3 separate regions of the Pan troglodytes genome follow, and regions 2 and 3 are each linked to region 1. The links are chromatin contacts, called in public HiChIP or PLAC-seq maps. All regions are on one chromosome and are shown on one strand. The core of a region is the stretch at or near the end of the contact, and the rest is flanking DNA. Distances in the headings are between cores, read along the strand shown.

What was found. HiChIP or PLAC-seq counts read pairs in DNA pulled down with a chosen protein or histone mark.
Region 2: a contact with region 1 is called in an H3K4me3 HiChIP or PLAC-seq map of stem cell-derived excitatory neurons, with 2.2 times the contacts expected there. The contact joins the promoter of SOS2 here to the promoter of NEMF in region 1. A contact is called at or near these places in 1 of 7 Hi-C or Micro-C datasets (stem cell-derived neural progenitor cells) and 1 of 1 datasets of contacts at active chromatin or transcription factors (stem cell-derived excitatory neurons).
Region 3: a contact with region 1 is called in an H3K4me3 HiChIP or PLAC-seq map of stem cell-derived excitatory neurons, with 4 times the contacts expected there. The contact joins the promoter of VCPKMT here to the promoter of NEMF in region 1.

What each region holds. Positions count from the first base shown.
Region 1 is chr15:47,868,727-47,871,942 of NHGRI_mPanTro3-v2.0_pri, forward strand. It overlaps NEMF (nuclear export mediator factor), which reads right to left and starts at 1,711. Exons shown (of 32, transcript XM_054666511.2): 1 at 1,000-1,711; 2 at 112-180. The coding sequence starts at 1,058.
Region 2 is chr15:48,246,724-48,249,939 of NHGRI_mPanTro3-v2.0_pri, forward strand. SOS2 (SOS Ras/Rho guanine nucleotide exchange factor 2) reads right to left here and starts at 1,761. Exons shown (of 23, transcript XM_016926049.4): 1 at 1,172-1,761. The coding sequence starts at 1,258.
Region 3 is chr15:48,133,561-48,136,776 of NHGRI_mPanTro3-v2.0_pri, forward strand. VCPKMT (valosin containing protein lysine methyltransferase) reads right to left here and starts at 1,619. Exons shown (of 5, transcript XM_009427780.5): 1 at 1,245-1,619; 2 at 1,027-1,137; 3 at 797-869. The coding sequence starts at 1,510. It overlaps SOS2 (SOS Ras/Rho guanine nucleotide exchange factor 2), which reads right to left. Exons shown (of 23, transcript XM_016926049.4): 23 at 2,092-3,216.

The DNA of each region.
Region 1 (3,216 bases), core at 461-2,960:
ATGCCAAAGCTAATTGCTAAACAGGCTTAAAATGTAGGTAAAAAAAAAAAAAAAATCAGTAATCTCATACTTAATTGTCAAAGAGAAAATAAGCCTATAAAATGTTCTTACTTTTGAAGACGAATAAGGTATGTCTTATTATCCACATCATAAACATTGTTTACTCTCATTCCTAGCAAGCTGCAAAGATAAAGGAAACATGTAACATGTTACACTACTGTCTGAAACATAAAACTACACATAATTTAATAAAAGCTCCGAAAGAGCGGATCTCAGTCTCTAAGGATATGGAGTCAGCCGAGGAGCAGAGTCTGAAAGCCATTTGGAGATTCAGTTCAAAACTTAAGAGTAACGATTTAAAAACAGAAGTGGTCTATCAGCTCTAGGAACAACACACTATAACTTGCGTCTTCCAAATGACCCAATTTTGGGGGAGAAATACAGTAAAATATAATCCAATTAATTTATTACAAAGGAGAAAAAAAAAAAGATAAAAGAGGGCCCCGAAAATATGACAAAGCTCACAGGGCTGAATAATAGAATCCAGACTAGAATCCAGATCTCAGTCCAAATCTGCTCAATCCAGCTAAAACCGCGATGCTCTCTCTCTCTCTGGGGTGAGGGGAGGGAGGTGTTCAAGAAACCAAGCCCCCGTCTGGAAACCTCTGAAGCAAACGACCACTCTGGCGTCTCGTGTTTTAACAAACGTTTCCTGCCCGACCCGGACAACCCAGGCCAACAATGCAAGAGCTTCGCGCTAGCGGGGCAAGCCAGAGAGCTGGGAGGACGCGGGGGATGGGGCACGAGGTGCCTGGGACACCCAGGGGTATCCTAAGGGTCACGGGAAAGACACCACACGCCTGTCCACTCAGGCCTAGGCAGGTCCATAGACGCACTAGGAAATAAGGAAACACATCAAGCTGGTCTGTTTGCGCCATGGGACTCCGGCCTCTGCCTCCTGCACTCCCCACACAAGCCTCGTCACTTAGGGTACTGTACCTAGCATTCAGCTCCGCGAGTACGGCGCGGAGGTCAATGGTGCTAAAGCGGCTCTTCATGGCGAGGCCCGAGGGTCACTACCGCAATTTCCTCTACTGCCCGGCCGGACTCGACGCCACTTCTCTTCCGCGCAGGCGCACTTGGCGGAGCTCTACGGCCGCGCAGAAGACCCAATATTCCTCGAGGCGAACGTATTTGTGTCGCTTTTCTGAGGATTTCGATTGTCAAGTTGCAGCTGACTCTCTTCATTGTACCAAAATTCAAATTCGAATAAAGATTCAAACTGTTCTCTTGAAGCTGCATTCCTTCCTGGAACCCTTACGGACCAGTCTGGTTACCGTGCCCCATTGTGTTTTGGGCTCAAGTCAGCCTTCATAGTGACCCCTGCTGGTCGAAACAATTTTCGAGATGATTATCAGGAGTATTTCCCCACAGGGGGGCCGTAGGGCTCAGTGTAGAAGAGCAAGGACCCCTTTCTGCGTGCTTACTTTGACATAAGATTTTGAAATGTAACGAAACGGAACTGCTTCGGTCCTTCTAAGATTATCCTCAACGATCGAGGCGAACTCTCAAAACGGAGTTCCTATTTTGATGGGTCCTGTTCTCCGAAGGAGCATTCTGCAGTTGATTACAGGATTCTCATCGAACCTCGGTCTTGGTACCCCTGAGACTCACCGCAGTACCTGGTGTACAATCGGTGCTCCATAAACACCTGGCAGCATGAATGTGCAAGTGTTTAGCTAGATAATGGTGAAATAAGATAAAAATAAAAACAAGAAGATTCCCAATGGGGGTGGGGTGGGAGGGGGGATTCACAGTGTAGTGAGGAAAATAGTCCTGTAAGAATGTAAATTCTGCATTTCTTTTGTCTTAGGATAGATGCATGGGAAGAAAGGCTACTTTATAAGGTGAGAACTCAAAAGAGGCAGGGTCTCACTATGTTGCCCAGGCTGGAGTGCAGTGGCTATTCACAGGCGCGATCCCACTACTGATCAGCACGGGAGTTTTGACCTGCTCCGTTTCCGACCTGGGCCGGTTCACCCCTCCTTAGGCAACCTGGTGGTCCCCCGCTCCCGGGAGGTCACCATATTGATGCCGAACTCAGTGCGGACACCCGATCGGCATAGCGCACTACAGCCCAGAACTCCTGAACTCAAGGGATCCTCCAGCCTCAGCCTCCCGAGTAGCTGGGACTACAGGCACGCGCCACCGCGCCCGGCGCTCGGCGTCGCTGCAAAAGAGCTGCTAGAGGCTTGCAGGCTACACATGGTAGCAACCAGAATTCCTACCACCAGAAGGCGACTCTAAACAGAAAGGGCGCCGCTGCTATTTCAGAACTGGTACCAGTAGATGCAAAAATGGCTATAGCACATACTGCACAGCATTACTGTCATACGGTACAGTAAACCATACAGAATGGCCCAAAATATGAAAGCATTGGCGAGAATGTGGAGAACAGGGAACTTTTGTATGCTGTTGATGGGAATGTAAATTAGTAGAGCCATTGTGCAAAACAGTATAAAGGCTCCTCACAAAATTAAGAATAGAATTACCATGTGATCTAGCAACAAAATCACTATCCTGAAGATATATGTTCATGTTCATTGCAGCATTATTCACAATAGCCGAGATATAGGGATAATCTACTTTTCATCAACGAATGAACGGATAATGAGTGCAAATATATATGTACACACACACACACACATACATACAGTGGAATATTAATCAGCTTTCAAAAAAGAAATAAATCTTGCTGTTTGCAACTGGCATGGATTTAACAACATGGATGAACCTGGAGGACATTATGCTAAGTGAAATAAGCCAGACATAAAAAGACAAATACTGCATGATCTCACTTATACGTGGAATCTAGAAGTTTCTCATAGAAACAGACAGCAGAAATGTGGTTTCCAGGACTTGGGATGTGGGGGAAATGGGAAGATACTGGTCAAAATGCACAAACTTTCGGTTATACGTGGAATAAGTTCTGGAGACTTAATGTACAACATGCTGATTATAGTTCATAGTAATGTACTGTATGCTTGAAATTTGCATGGGAACAGAAAACCAAATACCGTATGTTCTCACTTATAAATGGGAGCTGAATGATGAGAACACATGGACCCATGGAGGGGAACAGCACACACTGGCGCTTACCAGAGGGTGGAGAATGGGAGGAGGGAGAGGGTCAGCAAAAATAACTAATGGGTACTA
Region 2 (3,216 bases), core at 511-3,010, 380 kb after region 1:
CTGCCAGGTTCTTTAAAAAGATACGACTTAGTGTTTGCCCTGAGGAAAGCAATACTTCCTTGTAAGAATTATGAAAATAATGGAAAATCTGCAACTCTCATCGCATGAGGAAAATGTCTTTAACTTTAAAATACACTACTTCCTTTCATTTATAGAAATTTAATGTCTGAGGATACATTTTCCAAGTATAGTCTTTTAAATTAATCTTTATGTTTTCCTTATTATTTTAGAATGTATTCTTGGTTATTTTGCACAAAAGGCAGAAGAGACTAAGTTTGCATTAACGGCAAAGAAAGCAAGCCCCTGCTCAACAGGCATGACGGCTGATCACGCACCTATTCACAGTCTTTAAATGTCTTGATCTTACAAAAGGATTTATTATAAAAATGATCGTATGGTTACTACCTAAATTCACAGAGGAAGACCGCCACCATCTACAGGAAAGATGCACCCTAGCAATGCACCCAAACGTGAAAGACTGATTTGCAGGAGTTGCCCCTTTTTTGTTCCTTAAAATGATTTCAAGTCCTAAATCGCAATTTGGTCGTGAAGACACTGAAGACACTGACCAAATTTTCTAAGGGTAATCTCTTGTAAACAGGTAAGACACCGTTTGCAGGAATTGGGAAGGCGCTTTAAATTTACCTTGAGAACTGTAAAATGAATAAGAATATTATGACTCACTGACATTTCACACATGTGAAACATCCATATTACAAAAAACCATTGCCTCATAAGTGGATACCCTTGACAAGCAAACCGCCTAGGGGGAACACTCCCAAAGAACTTAATTAAAAGTAATTACCCGGCCTGAAAATGTGCTTTTGTTTTAGAAACTGTCTAAATACCAGCGGGACTTTCTCTTGCCCGATTCCAGCCTGAGGACAACAAATTGGTCAACGGCGGAAGTTGCCTGACGAAATGACTGCAACATGAAATCCAGTTTTATGATCATAACAAAACCTTCCTTCCGGGACCAGGCAAAAAAAAAAAAAAAAACTTGAGAAACGTCCTTCAGAATGCAACAGGCAATTGTGAGCCCCCCATCGCCAGCCAACGAGAAACGGCTCGGCCCTGGGGACTCGAGCCCTGTGGGAGGGACGACCTGCTCCCCGTTAGAAGCTCGGGGGGCCACGGGCCACCCGCCGGCCGCCCCGGCCCTAGCACTGACCTTCCGCAGGGCCGAGACCAACAGTCCCCGCCATTTCGGACTGTTCTCCTCGCTGAAGAACTCGTAAGGCTGCGGCGCCTGCTGCATGGCCCCGGCGACAGCGCCTCCGCATCGGGGGCAGCCCGCGGGTCGGGCCGGTGGCCTGACAGGCAGGGCGCGGGCCGCCTCGCCTCGCCGGCGGCCGCCGCCTCCCGCCCGGGCCGAGGCTACGGCCGAGGCGGCTCGGAGGCGGCGCCGGCGGGCTGGCGGAGACCCCGGGGTCGGCTTCCTCCGCCGAGGCGGCCCTCGCCTCCCGCAGCGCCCGCAGAGGAAGCGCGGCGACCCGCGAGCCCGGGCGACCCCGGGCGGCGACCTCCTTTCCCGGCGGCGCTGGCCCGCTTCTGGGGCGGCTCCTCCTCCTTTGTCTGGGTTCGCGGCCCGGCAGGGGTACAGCTGGCCCAGCCCCGCCCCGACTCCCGCTACGGCCGCGGCGGGCGGTGAGCAGCGGCGGCGGCGGCGGCGGCGGCTGCTCGTCACCTCATCGCCTCCTCCCCGCCCTCCCAGCCGACAGCGCCGCCCGGCCCTGCCCACTCGAGTCACCTCCACAGAGCTCTGGGGACCGACCCGGAGTGCGCTTCGGGCGAGCGAGCCTCGCTATGGCGCGCACAGCGCTGGCCGCCGCCGCTGCTCCCCCTTTAGCAGCAGCGCAGAGTGCCTTGGGGTCGCCGCTGAGCCCTAGGTCCCAGCAGCCGAGGCTCGGCCCGCCCCCTCGGCCCGGCGCTCATTATCCCGAATAGCCCAAGAGGCCTAACACGGAGCATGCGCGCCGCGGAGCAGGCAGAGGCGCCAGCCCGGCGCGGGGGTGCGGGGCCTGGGGCCCCAGGGGAGTCCGCTTTTCCCGAGACTGTGCTGGGGGCCGCTCCAGACTCTTCAGTTTGACTGCTTTTTACCCATATGCTCCCTCCTCTCGACCTGCTTAAGACAATCCGGACTTGGTGCCACTCTTGTAGCGCTGGAGCCCCAGGACTACCGTCGTGGGAGGCTGTATAGGGACGTGGAGAGAAAGGGGCATTCGGGCTGGACAGGATATTTAACGTATTTGTGCTCTACGTGGCTTGTTTTCATGAGTACCGTATGTTTACACAAAGTATGTACTATATATAATATATCGTTAGAGATATAGTAACTATTTCTTAGGGTGATGGTGTGGGGACCGAGAGATGAGGCGTGGAAAGCCCTTAGCCTGGTGGTAGGGTCAGAAGGGGCAGATGACAGTGACGTTGATCAAGCTTGAATTGAAAGGTCCTTCACTTGCACAGGCCCCTGTGCGTTCACAAAATCATATCGTTTTTACAAAACTTTCAAAAGATATTTTCGAATTGTTTTCTTAATCGTGTCATCCAAATTGTGTAGGCTTCAGGTCCTACAAAACCTGGATCGGTGTCTAGGAAACACTCATTAGCAACCCAGAAAAGATCCTGACAAGCTTTTCAATCCAAAGAGGCATAGGCTCTGGTAACTTTATCATTACCACAAATTTCATCCCGCTAAAGAGGCTGAGCACATTACTTTTAACAGGTTGTAAAGAAGATATTTTACTCCCCGTCCCTAGCCACCAGCAGTGAGAAAGGGAAAAGACGAACAGGGTACAAAAAATAAGTCAGTACTACAATTCAGTTCCGGCATCAGTAGCTGAGCAATTATTCTCCCCAAAACATGCACCACTTTTTCATTTGGGCAAAATCAGAATGGCAGAGTTGGAAAATAAGATTATTTTTCTTATCCACTAAATCAAGAACATCCTCTAATAAATGGCCGTATCCATTCACATGTACTTGGGATAAAAGGTGGGATGGTAAAATGCTTGTATTTCTCCCATTAATGTTTCAGTCTGTGAGAGCGAAGACTTTGGCTTATATAGAGGGTCCTTACTTTTCTCTCCTGTTCCCAGACTCCAGCTATAAACTACTGTGCTGTCAAACTACTAGACCATGTATGTTCTCTTTACTCATAGGAGAGTAAACTTGTTAGAAATCTCATTCTTGGCTAGGAATATCAGAAGGCTT
Region 3 (3,216 bases), core at 369-2,868, 260 kb after region 1:
TGCCAAATTCCCCTCTGCGAGAAACACCCAAGAATGATCAATAAAAAAGAAAGAAAGAAAGAAAAAAAAATAATCGATGCCCACAACACTATACAAACTGATGTATTTTTTTTTTTTTTTTTTTTTTGAGACGGAGTTTTGCTCTTGTTGCCCAGGCTGGAATGCAATGGCGTGATTTCGGCTCACTGCAACCTCCGCCTCCCAGGTTCAAGCGATTCTCCTGCCTCAGACTCCCAAATAGCTGGGATTACAGACATGCACCACCACGCCTGGCTAATTTTGTATTTTTAGTAGAGACAGGGTTTTGCCATGTAGGTCAGGCTGGTCTCGAACTCCCGACCTCAGGTGAGCCACCCGCCTTGACCTGCCAAGTGCTGGGATTACAGGCGTGAGCCACCGCGCCCGGCCCAAACTGATATTTAAAGAAAAGAACAATGAATTATTTATAACTTAATTCTCAATGTCATGGTTAACATGTTCCGTGGGAACAACCAAGGGAAAAAGAGAGGATTTTGGCTTTTCATAACATCCAATTGGCAAAATCCTTTAAAATTTTTACAGAAGCCTCTAGTAAAATGCATATAACACTTTTCTCAACATGCTTCACCAGGTCGGTATGATAATGATGAGCGTATATACATATGGTCCCTGGTGACTTTTATCTTCTCTTTACTGCATCAACTATAAGGCAAATCCCGGATTCAAAGATGTTAAAATGTGAAGAAACGTGTGCTTTAGAATTCATGGAATAAGGTTCATCTTCTAAATGAAGAGACTTCGCTCACTGGATACTTACCTCTTCATAGTATATGCAGTCGGCCATCAGTATGTAGTCGGGTGGAGAAGGAAAGCCTTCTATTTCTTCCCCCCTTAAAAATGCCAAACAAATATTTCAATTGTTTTAATAATTCAAAATACTCTTGTTTTATAAAGAACCGGAAAGTCCCCTTCCATCCTTTTAATGAAACGCAATTCAAAACAAACTACAAATCAATATCTTAAAACAAGCTGAAAGGCCATACAAACCATTTCAGTACCTTGGCTTGAACAGAACCAGTGACAAGATGCTTGTTCATATTAATATTCATCTTCAGCAAGTCTTGCAATTCCTCAAGATCGGTGACTACAACATCAGCCCTATAAAATAACGTCGACTGAGGTGTAGGCACAGGGGGGAAAGCCTGTAATCCGGATTTCCCCAGCAAGAAGGCGCCCCCACATCCCGCCCGCCCGCCAGCTCTTACCCGAGGGTAGCAGCCATGAGCCCCACGGCCCCGGTGCCCGAACCCAGCTCCAGCACCGACCGCCGGCTCAGCGCGTGGGCCCCGTCGCCAGAAAACTCGGGCGTTTCCAGGTATTTAGAAAGGACAATGGCAGCGTCCCACACAACGCAACCCACGCCACCGGAGCTATACTGCTGTAGTCGTAGCACTGTACCATCCCGCTTCTCCAAAACTCGCACAAAGCTCCGCAGTGGGTCCTCCAGCGAGGACTCCAGCGTATCCGCCATTGCGCCCGGCAACAGAAAGCGGCGCGCGCAGGGACGTCACATCAACGCGCACCGCCCCACCCTGCGACTCCGCCCCCTGCCCGCCGCTGAGTTGGCGACGCAGCGCGCGCGAGTTAACAAAGCCCGGAAGGCAGCGTTACCCGGGCGGGGCCGAGCGTGGGGCCCCTGCTTACCCGACGCGCTTGGCAGCCTCCCTCTACCCTAAATCACACGTTTGGCTTAACGAAGAGGCCGTTTAAATCACTTTCCCAGACAAAACTATTATAATCTGCTCTTCAAAAAACAAAGCCAACCTCAGAGTTTACCAAGTTGGACACTTGATTTACATAGTAGTTACAAGGCTTAAATGCAATCAGCTTCCAAGATCCTACCAAAGATGGCTATAATCTTACAATCTTCCTTTTCAAGTTCCTAGTATGCTCCTAGTTTTTTGTATGAATTCATAAAAGTGGTTGCTAGAAGCCTGCAGCTCACATTTAACAGTGAAGAAAAAATTTTGTGTGTGTGTGTGTGTGTGTGTCTATAGGACTCAACAATCTCCCCCTTTGTTCCTTATAATGAAAACACATATTTTAAAAGTCTTTTAAAAATTAAGACTGGGGTGATTTATTAATCTTGTTAAGAACTCTGATACAAAGCACAGTAAAAGGCCACAGACCAGTAAATAAACAACGTGGCTTTTGGCTACTTTACAACTGCTGCTACAGCACTATCAGCAAAACACTCTATCACTTTGAACGAAGGCATCCAAATGGCAAATAAAAGCTTTACTCACTTATCTGATTAAAATGTTTAATAAAGCTTTAAGTATTTGCTGGTTTAAATATTACCAATCTAAAAAATATATTAAAAAAAAATTTCAGTTAACACGAGATTTATAGAGAAAGTTACTAGGTCTTGAAGGCAAGGCAGTTGGTTCCTATGCCATAGAATTTTTTTTGAATTTATGAATTAGTAAAGTAGCAGATTGTATTATAGGCCTCAAGTCACTTAAATTTATATAGGTTATTAGCAGTATCTTTAAATATACAATATAAACAAAACTGTACATACATGGCATATTAACTGTTTTCCATAACAATAGGCAATTCATTAGCTAAAGACGTCATAGTCTGCAAAAACAAAAGGCACATCTGAATGAGATACATGCCCTTTTTCCCTCCATCATTGGGTTATGTAGTCTTTGTTTACATTTTGACAAAATAATAAACACTTACAGTGCCATTCTATTATTTTCATCCTACTTTTCATTTTTGTCTTCAGCAGCAAATACCGGCATTTAAGACATGGCATTAAAGAGTTTAAGAACAGTTGGTGTTATTCACAATTCTCCTAGATGTAAAAACTAGAAGTAAAAACTAGAAGATGGTCAAAGAGGTTTAAAAATCAGTAACACCATATACCCCTCCCATATTTGTGTAAATTCACTGCCTTAAAAAGGCATCTATTACTCAAATTTGAAAAATTTCACAAAAGCACTATCCCTTTTCAGTGCAATCATGTCACTTTAAACCATATTTTTGCAGAGTTTACAGTGCAAATATAAATTCTTTATACTGGCCTTTTGGCAGCACTGAGGATCCAAGACAAGGCAATGCTACTGATCACCTGAGGATAATGGTGAAGGACTTTTGTATTTTTATTTTTCCAATTCTTAAAAGCTTATTTGATCAGTAGCATTTTTGTAAGAGCATTATTTGTAAAAA